Linked DNA regions of Zea mays: region 1 is linked to region 2. A link is a contact called in public Hi-C data. All regions are on one chromosome and are shown on one strand. The core of a region is the stretch at or near the end of the contact, and the rest is flanking DNA. Distances in the headings are between cores, read along the strand shown. Region 1 has its middle 6.4 kb from the start of LOC103634721. Region 2 holds the start of LOC606433 (NAC domain-containing protein 100).

Evidence for each region. A called contact is a pair of places that touch in the nucleus more often than the background predicts.
Region 1: a Hi-C map of ear shows a contact between it and region 2, with 5 times the contacts expected there. The contact joins the enhancer-like site here to the promoter of LOC606433 in region 2. A contact is called at or near these places in 5 of 25 Hi-C or Micro-C datasets (ear, leaf, root tip and 1 more) and 1 of 3 datasets of contacts at active chromatin or transcription factors (leaf).

The regions. Positions count from the first base shown.
Region 1 is chr8:7,792,562-7,795,964 of Zm-B73-REFERENCE-NAM-5.0, forward strand. No RefSeq gene overlaps it. Among protein-coding and RNA genes, the nearest start is that of LOC103634721, 6.4 kb to the right of the region's middle. Within about 2 kb of position 1,975, at least 10 of the 20 cell types and tissues checked have an H3K27ac peak or open chromatin away from gene starts, as enhancers often do. A contact at or near this core is called in ear and tassel, where this site is marked.
Region 2 is chr8:7,708,585-7,712,051 of Zm-B73-REFERENCE-NAM-5.0, forward strand. LOC606433 (NAC domain-containing protein 100) reads left to right here and starts at 1,414. Exons shown (of 3, transcript NM_001308499.1): 1 at 1,414-1,674; 2 at 1,833-2,173; 3 at 2,313-3,177. The coding sequence starts at 1,467. The coding sequence ends at 2,843.

The DNA of each region.
Region 1 (3,403 bases), core at 725-3,224, 85 kb after region 2:
CAGAGGGGGATTAGGGTTTAGGGTTTAGCGTGTTCATACCTTAGCCGAAGGCCGGAGCACCAGTTCCGTCGGCGATAGAGAAGATCCAACGACAGCAGATCCAGAGACACAGAGATAGAGCCAGATAGAAGAACAGAGAGACTATGAGCACAAGCGCACGATATAGATGGCCAAACAGGGAGAGGAGGTGTGAAGCTTTACCTTACCAGATCAGATCTAGAGCCGGAAGCAGATCCGCAGACCATCGGTGATGGAGAAGACAGAGGAGAGGCAGATCCACAGATCCACCGGAGTCCATAGCAGAGGGGGGAAGCGCTAGGGAATGGGGATACAGAATATTGTTACCGACGACGTGTCGAGGATGGGGCATCCAGATCCAGGAAGCACGACGCGCGACGGCCGACGCCTCGACGTCGATGGAACTGGGTGCGAGGCGGCGGTCGACGGGGACGACAGGGCGAGGCGGCGAGCACCGCGAGGGAACCGAGGGGAGACCAGGCGGAACCGAGGCGAGCACCGCGAGGGAACCGAGGCGACCAACGCGAGGGAAGGGAATCGACGGCCGGCGAGGCGAGCACCGCGAGGGCCGAGCCGCCGAGGGAACCGACGAGCGACGGGGCGAGGCGGCGACCGGGCGAGGGGCGAGAGCGGAGCGGAGAGAACGAGACGAGTGCGCGACTGACTGGGGGCGGGTGTGCGTATGCGGTTAGGTTAGGGTTAGGGTTAGGGAAGGAAATGCGATCGGGCCTATCGGGCCTGCCGTTTTAAACGGGCCGTGCCGGGCCGGCACGGCGTGCCTTGGTCGCGGCCCAAGCCCGGCACGGGCGTAGTGTCGGGTCGGCACTAGCCCGAATGCCATCGTACCGTGCCGGGCTCAAGCACGACAAATCGTGCCGGGCCTCGGGCCGGCCCGACTGACCCGGCCCATCTGGCCATCTCTAGTCGCACTCGCACAAAGGTGACGATCTTGAAATCTCACACGACGATAGCCTACACACATGTCTGAGATCGATGTCTATATTCAGCCATGCAGGGATTGCCGCGGCCGCGGGGAGAGACATGCAACGATTATTATTATTATTATTTGGTTTTTACGTCTGGACTGCAGATACGCACGATGCATGTCATCATCTGTGTCAGCGAGCGGACACATCTGCTGATCTGCATACAGCATACATACCGGCATCAAGGCGTGCTGTTCGTTTCAAATTAAATTAAAGCTAGTTGTTGAAATGCTGCAGCTATAACCGATATTGAGATGAGCATCGACCAGTTTGATCAAAAGCTTAAACCGAGGTACATAGAGACGGCCAACTCACTTGGGTGCCGTTTGGTTCACATATTTGTAACGTAATAGGTAACGGATAACGTTAAATCATGTTTGTTTTAGTCCAACCGTAATCAGATATCACACTAAAATTTGATACCAGCCTATTCAAATTTGTTACCGCCAGTAATCGAACTGAAACCATTATCATTACCATTTGCGTTACATTTTTTGAACCAAACAGCACCTTGTATTCTAACAAAACACATCCAAAACTAGGTTCTTCTCTAAACCCAACGGGTCGGACGCGCGTGCTGGGCTACCTGCGGCGTTGCTAGCTGCAGGATGCAGCCTGCAGGCAGGTAAGGTTTAGTGGCCTCTCCAGGCACAGGCAGGGCTACCAATTGAATGCAGATTCAGTCAGTTCAGTTGAGTGCAGTGCAGTGCTGACGACTGCGCTACAGCATGGCTGGGCGTGCTGCAGGCTTACATCTGTGTGCCCATGCGGCCAGGCGCGGGAGAGGAGAGCGTGTATAATTGAGCCCGGAAAGCCTGGGTGCTGGTCGCCGCCGACGGGGACCCCGGTCCGGCCGGTCGTCGCCGACCGTCCAATTCATCATCATCGACCGTCGTAGCCTTCGCGCGCGCGAGAGCGAGAGCGAGAGAGAGCCCCGGCCGGCCGGCCGTGCATGCATGGCCCCTGCTGCCTCCCAATCCCATCGGAACCATGCGATGCGGGCCTGCATGCATGCACGGCCGACGACCGGGCGGCCCCGTTCATGTCCACGCGCGTCACCTCACCTCCCTCAGGCTCAGGCCTCGGTGGCAGGAGATGGAGTAGACCACCTGCAAGAGGTGCCAGCCAGGTGGACCCATGCATCACCCAAGGAAAATGCAACGACCAACGTGAACGTGATCCATCCATGCACATCCATCAATCAAGGCTGCGAAACCAATGGCGCGCGCGGCTTCATTTTTCATGCACTTTGCATCGTCTCTCTCAATCTCTCAATGGGGAGTCTAGTAGCATCTTTGCTTGGAAAGCATATATATTCCCTCGGAACCCCTTTTGTCTTCTTCTCAATCACCTTTAGAGGAACACAAGAACAAGTTAAAATAAGCAATGATCGACCCTTTTATCAGGCCTGTTTGATACTCTGGTATAGCTAGCTAGCATGGGTGTGCACAATTAAATATTAGGCATATATATGATTGTTTAAACCTCCAACCACGTGATTGATCGATCGTACTGACGCAACCGCATAAACAGTAATTAAACTGCCACACGATCGTGCCATGCATGCATGTCTCGATCGGCTACTATATATACTATACGTACTTGCAGCGATCTGATTCAGAGTTACACAATATTTACACTCAGGCCTGCAGTATAAAATTAGTTACCCCTGCACATGCGTACGTGTATATATTAATTATAAGAGTACGTAACTGAGTAAGAAATGTGCGTGAGGAACGGTATGTTCAACGTGTGTGGTCAAAGGCTTAATCAGCGACGATCTCACTCATGTTAATTCAAATAATATTGAGGGAAGATGCAGTGAAAAACTTAGTTTTTGCTTCAACACAGGTAGTTTTTAGTGTTATTAAATTGTAACAACATTGGAAATGCTATGCTAATATATACTTTATATAGCACATGCGCCAGAAGACACGCAATATCTCATGTTGTTTAAAATTTTAATTAGTGTTTATGGTTATTGCAGTGCTTTCATTTATACATTTTTTCTCTCATCATCTAGCCAAAAGCCTGCCAGTGCAACTGAGATTAATATATAGCCCTCGTCCGTACATGCATGATACATGCATTAGCAACTGTTTGGAGATCTTAGAAATTCGCGGCGATGGCAACGAATTTATTGATTTATTTAGATGCTACCTACAAATAAATATATAACAATCAGATTAATTACGTACCATGCCCTATGAGAAACAATAATGTTAAAGGAAATCATTACGGTTTGACCTCGATCGTAGTACTCTGAAAAAGACAGCATATTAATATGATTAGGTCATGATGGGTTATTAGAAGCTCCTTCAAAAGGTTGCAATCATGCATGCATAGCATGAAATGGTACGTACGTACGTTGTTGCTCTGAGTCATGTTGTTGATATATC
Region 2 (3,467 bases), core at 164-2,663:
TATGTACCCATGGTCCCCATGGACAAGCGCACGTTGCCGCCACTTTTCTAGGGAAAGCGCTAGCATGCCATGGCATGCCATGCCATGCCACTTCATGCACCCGGCGCGGACTACGGCACCACGTAGGCATACATGGCACATGCATGGACGTACTACTCTAGCTATCTGTATGTAGAGCACGCACAATGCGTGATAATTCGATAAGAGGATCATCACGCAGCTTGCTTGGCTAAATCAATTCCTTCGAAAGTAAGCAATAGAAAAGCAAAAAATATCCTCTGCAATTGCATATGCATGCATAAAATCAAGCAGCTGGCTCAGTAACGCGGGCTAAAAACTGACCATGGTTTCCAGGGGCTGGCGCGCCTGGTGGACGCACACTTGTCAGTCTCGGGCACCGAGAGCTATACGCACGGGTTCTGTGCGTGACAGTGTGAGCGCAGGCTACACACACATCATCGTATCGTGTCCAGAGCAGATAGATACATGAGGGTGTGTCTACATACATACACACAGCCAGCAGAGTCAGCCAGCACACCGCGCGCGTTCTCCATGCACCGGAAACGTACTGGGTCGAGCAGTGACGCTCTGGCGCCCGCAATGATCAGCAGTACCAGATCACGACGACCCCAGTCACCGGCCTGCTTGTCCCAGATGGATGCCTACGTACGTACGCGCGTCTACAGCGCAGCGCCTGCACCGCGTGCGAGACAGCGTGGACCCCGCGCCATCCGGCCTGTCGTCCGCAGACTTGGGTCACGAAGGGCTTGCAGGCGGGCGCATATAGCCGGCCGCTGACGCGCGCGCATGTCGACGAGAGGGACGACGCGCGCCAGCCGCAGCACAGCAGCCCTCCTGTTGCCGCCTCATGCAGATGAGGCGGCGACGGCCGGCCGGCCTGCGTGGGTGGATACGAGAGCGGCGTGCGGACGCGTACGTCCACAGGAATCGCAGGCAAACCGGAGGGAGGGTCTCAGTCTCACGCCGCGCGCAGGCAGATCGAGAGACGACATTCCAGAAGCCGGGCACCTGTCTGTCGCCAGCAGCGGCCGCGCGCGCGAGGACAAGCGCGGCACAGTTGGAAAGAACAAGCGTCCAATGGCCAGTAGAAACAGACGCCACCAGAAAAAGAGGAGGCTTCGGCGGAAAGTGGCTTGCGCGGACACGCTTCCCGCCTATTTAAGCCGCGCTCGCGCGCGCTGCGGCTGGCACAGTGCCTCTCGCTCACTGACTGACTGTAATACCAGAGATCGAACAACTTGGTCCTGCAGCTCAAGAAGAGAGTTTTTGTGCATGTATGTGTGCTTCGGTTGGGTTTTTCTTTCAGTACTGTCGTTGTCAGATTATATATTGAGATCCTTTTGTTTGCTTGATACTACGGTTGGTTTTGCTGCTGCTCTTCCTGGATCTCTGACTGACTGACTGACCTCAGTTGGGGGCCGGGGGCAAGAGAGAGAGAGAGAGCCATGGCGGCGGACCAGCAGCCGCAGCTGCAGGAGGAGATGAACGACGCTGCCGGCGGCGGCCTCAGGCTGCCTCCAGGGTTCCGCTTCCACCCGAGCGACTTCGAGATTGTCAGCTTCTACCTCACCAACAAGGTGCTCAACACGCGCTTCACCTGCACCGCCATCACGGAGGCCGACCTAAACAAGATTGAGCCATGGGACCTCCCTAGTACGTAACCAAAGCATCATTCTCGATCGCCTTGATATCCGTGCGTGCGTGCAGTGGATATATGCACGCTGCTATATATGCTGCCTATACCTGTCCTAGGCTAGTGATCGATCGAGATGTGGATTCAATTCAGTCGGTCGGTCGCATGCATGATGCAGGCAAGGCGAAGATGGGCGAGAAAGAGTGGTACTTCTTCTACCAGAAGGACCGCAAGTACCCGACGGGGCTGAGGGCGAACCGGGCCACCGAGGCCGGTTACTGGAAGGCGACGGGCAAGGACAAGGAGGTCTACAACGCCGCGGAAGGGGTGGCGGTACTGGTCGGCATGAAGAAGACGCTCGTCTTCTACAGGGGCAGGGCTCCCAGGGGTGACAAGACAAACTGGGTCATGCACGAGTACAGGCTCGAAGGCAGCGGCAGGCTCCCCGCCGGCCTCGCGTCCGCAACCGGCTCAGCCGCCGCCAACGCCGCGGCGGCCTTGAAAGCTTCTGCTTATAAGGTGCGTTGCGTGGCAGTAGCGGTAGTGTAACAGCACCGGCATGATGTGGATGTATCCATATTGATCTACATGTGCTTTATTTTGCTAATTACCCTAATCTGATTCCGCTCCTGGTTTGCAAAAACGAAATTCGGCGCAGCAGGATGAGTGGGTAGTGTGTCGTGTGTTCCACAAGACCACTGGGATCAAGAAGACCACTGCTGCACCGGCGTACCAGGTGGCCATGGCCGGCGCTGAGATGGATCAGAATCAGAACAACTTCCCGGGCATCCCCTTCCCCATGCCGATGCAATTTCCCATGCTGCCAGACTTCTCCTTGGACCCGGTGCCCCCCTACTACCCCAACGCCGCTGGCGCGGGGATGTCGATGCTTCCTATGGCAGCAGGTATAGGTGGTGGCGCCGGTGGGTTCCAGCTCAACGGCGCCGCCCTGTTCGGCAATCCGATGGCCGCGCCGCAGCCCATGAGCTTCTACCACCAGATGGGCGCGGCGGGGACAGCTTGCGCTGGCGGCTTCGATGTTTCTGCGCCGGAGAGTAGGCCGTCCTCGATGGTGTCGCAGAAGGACGACCAGGCTAATGGCGCTGAGATCTCGTCGATGATGTCCGTGGCCGGCCCAGGGCCTGCGACCACCACCACCATAGAGATGGATGGCGTGTGGAAGTACTGAAAACGTGGAGGGTGGAGGGCAAAGACATGAATTCGCATAAATTAAATATGCATGTAATATCTATATCTGCATTGCATTTTGTGAAATATGATGCATGCATGGTTTGTATATTCCGTAATAACCAGTAGTTGGTAAGCTATGTGTGTGTATGGATGTACTAGCTAGTACATGCACCGTATCATTGCATGTGTGGTATATGTCTCGTTTGGTGTTAGTAATCTGCTTGGTTGTGCTGATGACTGATGGTTGTAAGAAGCAGATTCGAGTTTGGTACAATATTATCGTGAACCTATATATTATATATATGTTAATTATAGTATGTTGTTTAATTATATGAACTTGATTGCCAAAATTAACGTTAAACTATACGTGTTTATATTATATATATGTTAATTATAGTATGTTGTTTGGTGTTAGTATTTGTTAAGGCTACTTTCCAAATGTGCATGTGATATATAGTTGTCACGCCTGCACACATCTGCGACTATATATTGGATATAAAAACAAATCCTACGACGATAGTTTAACCTTATATTCGCTTCATATCAATAATAGCTTGCAACACGGTTTTCTCGCTCCTCCCCCCCTCCCCGCACCCCAGTAAACCTGCAAATCTGTGTACTC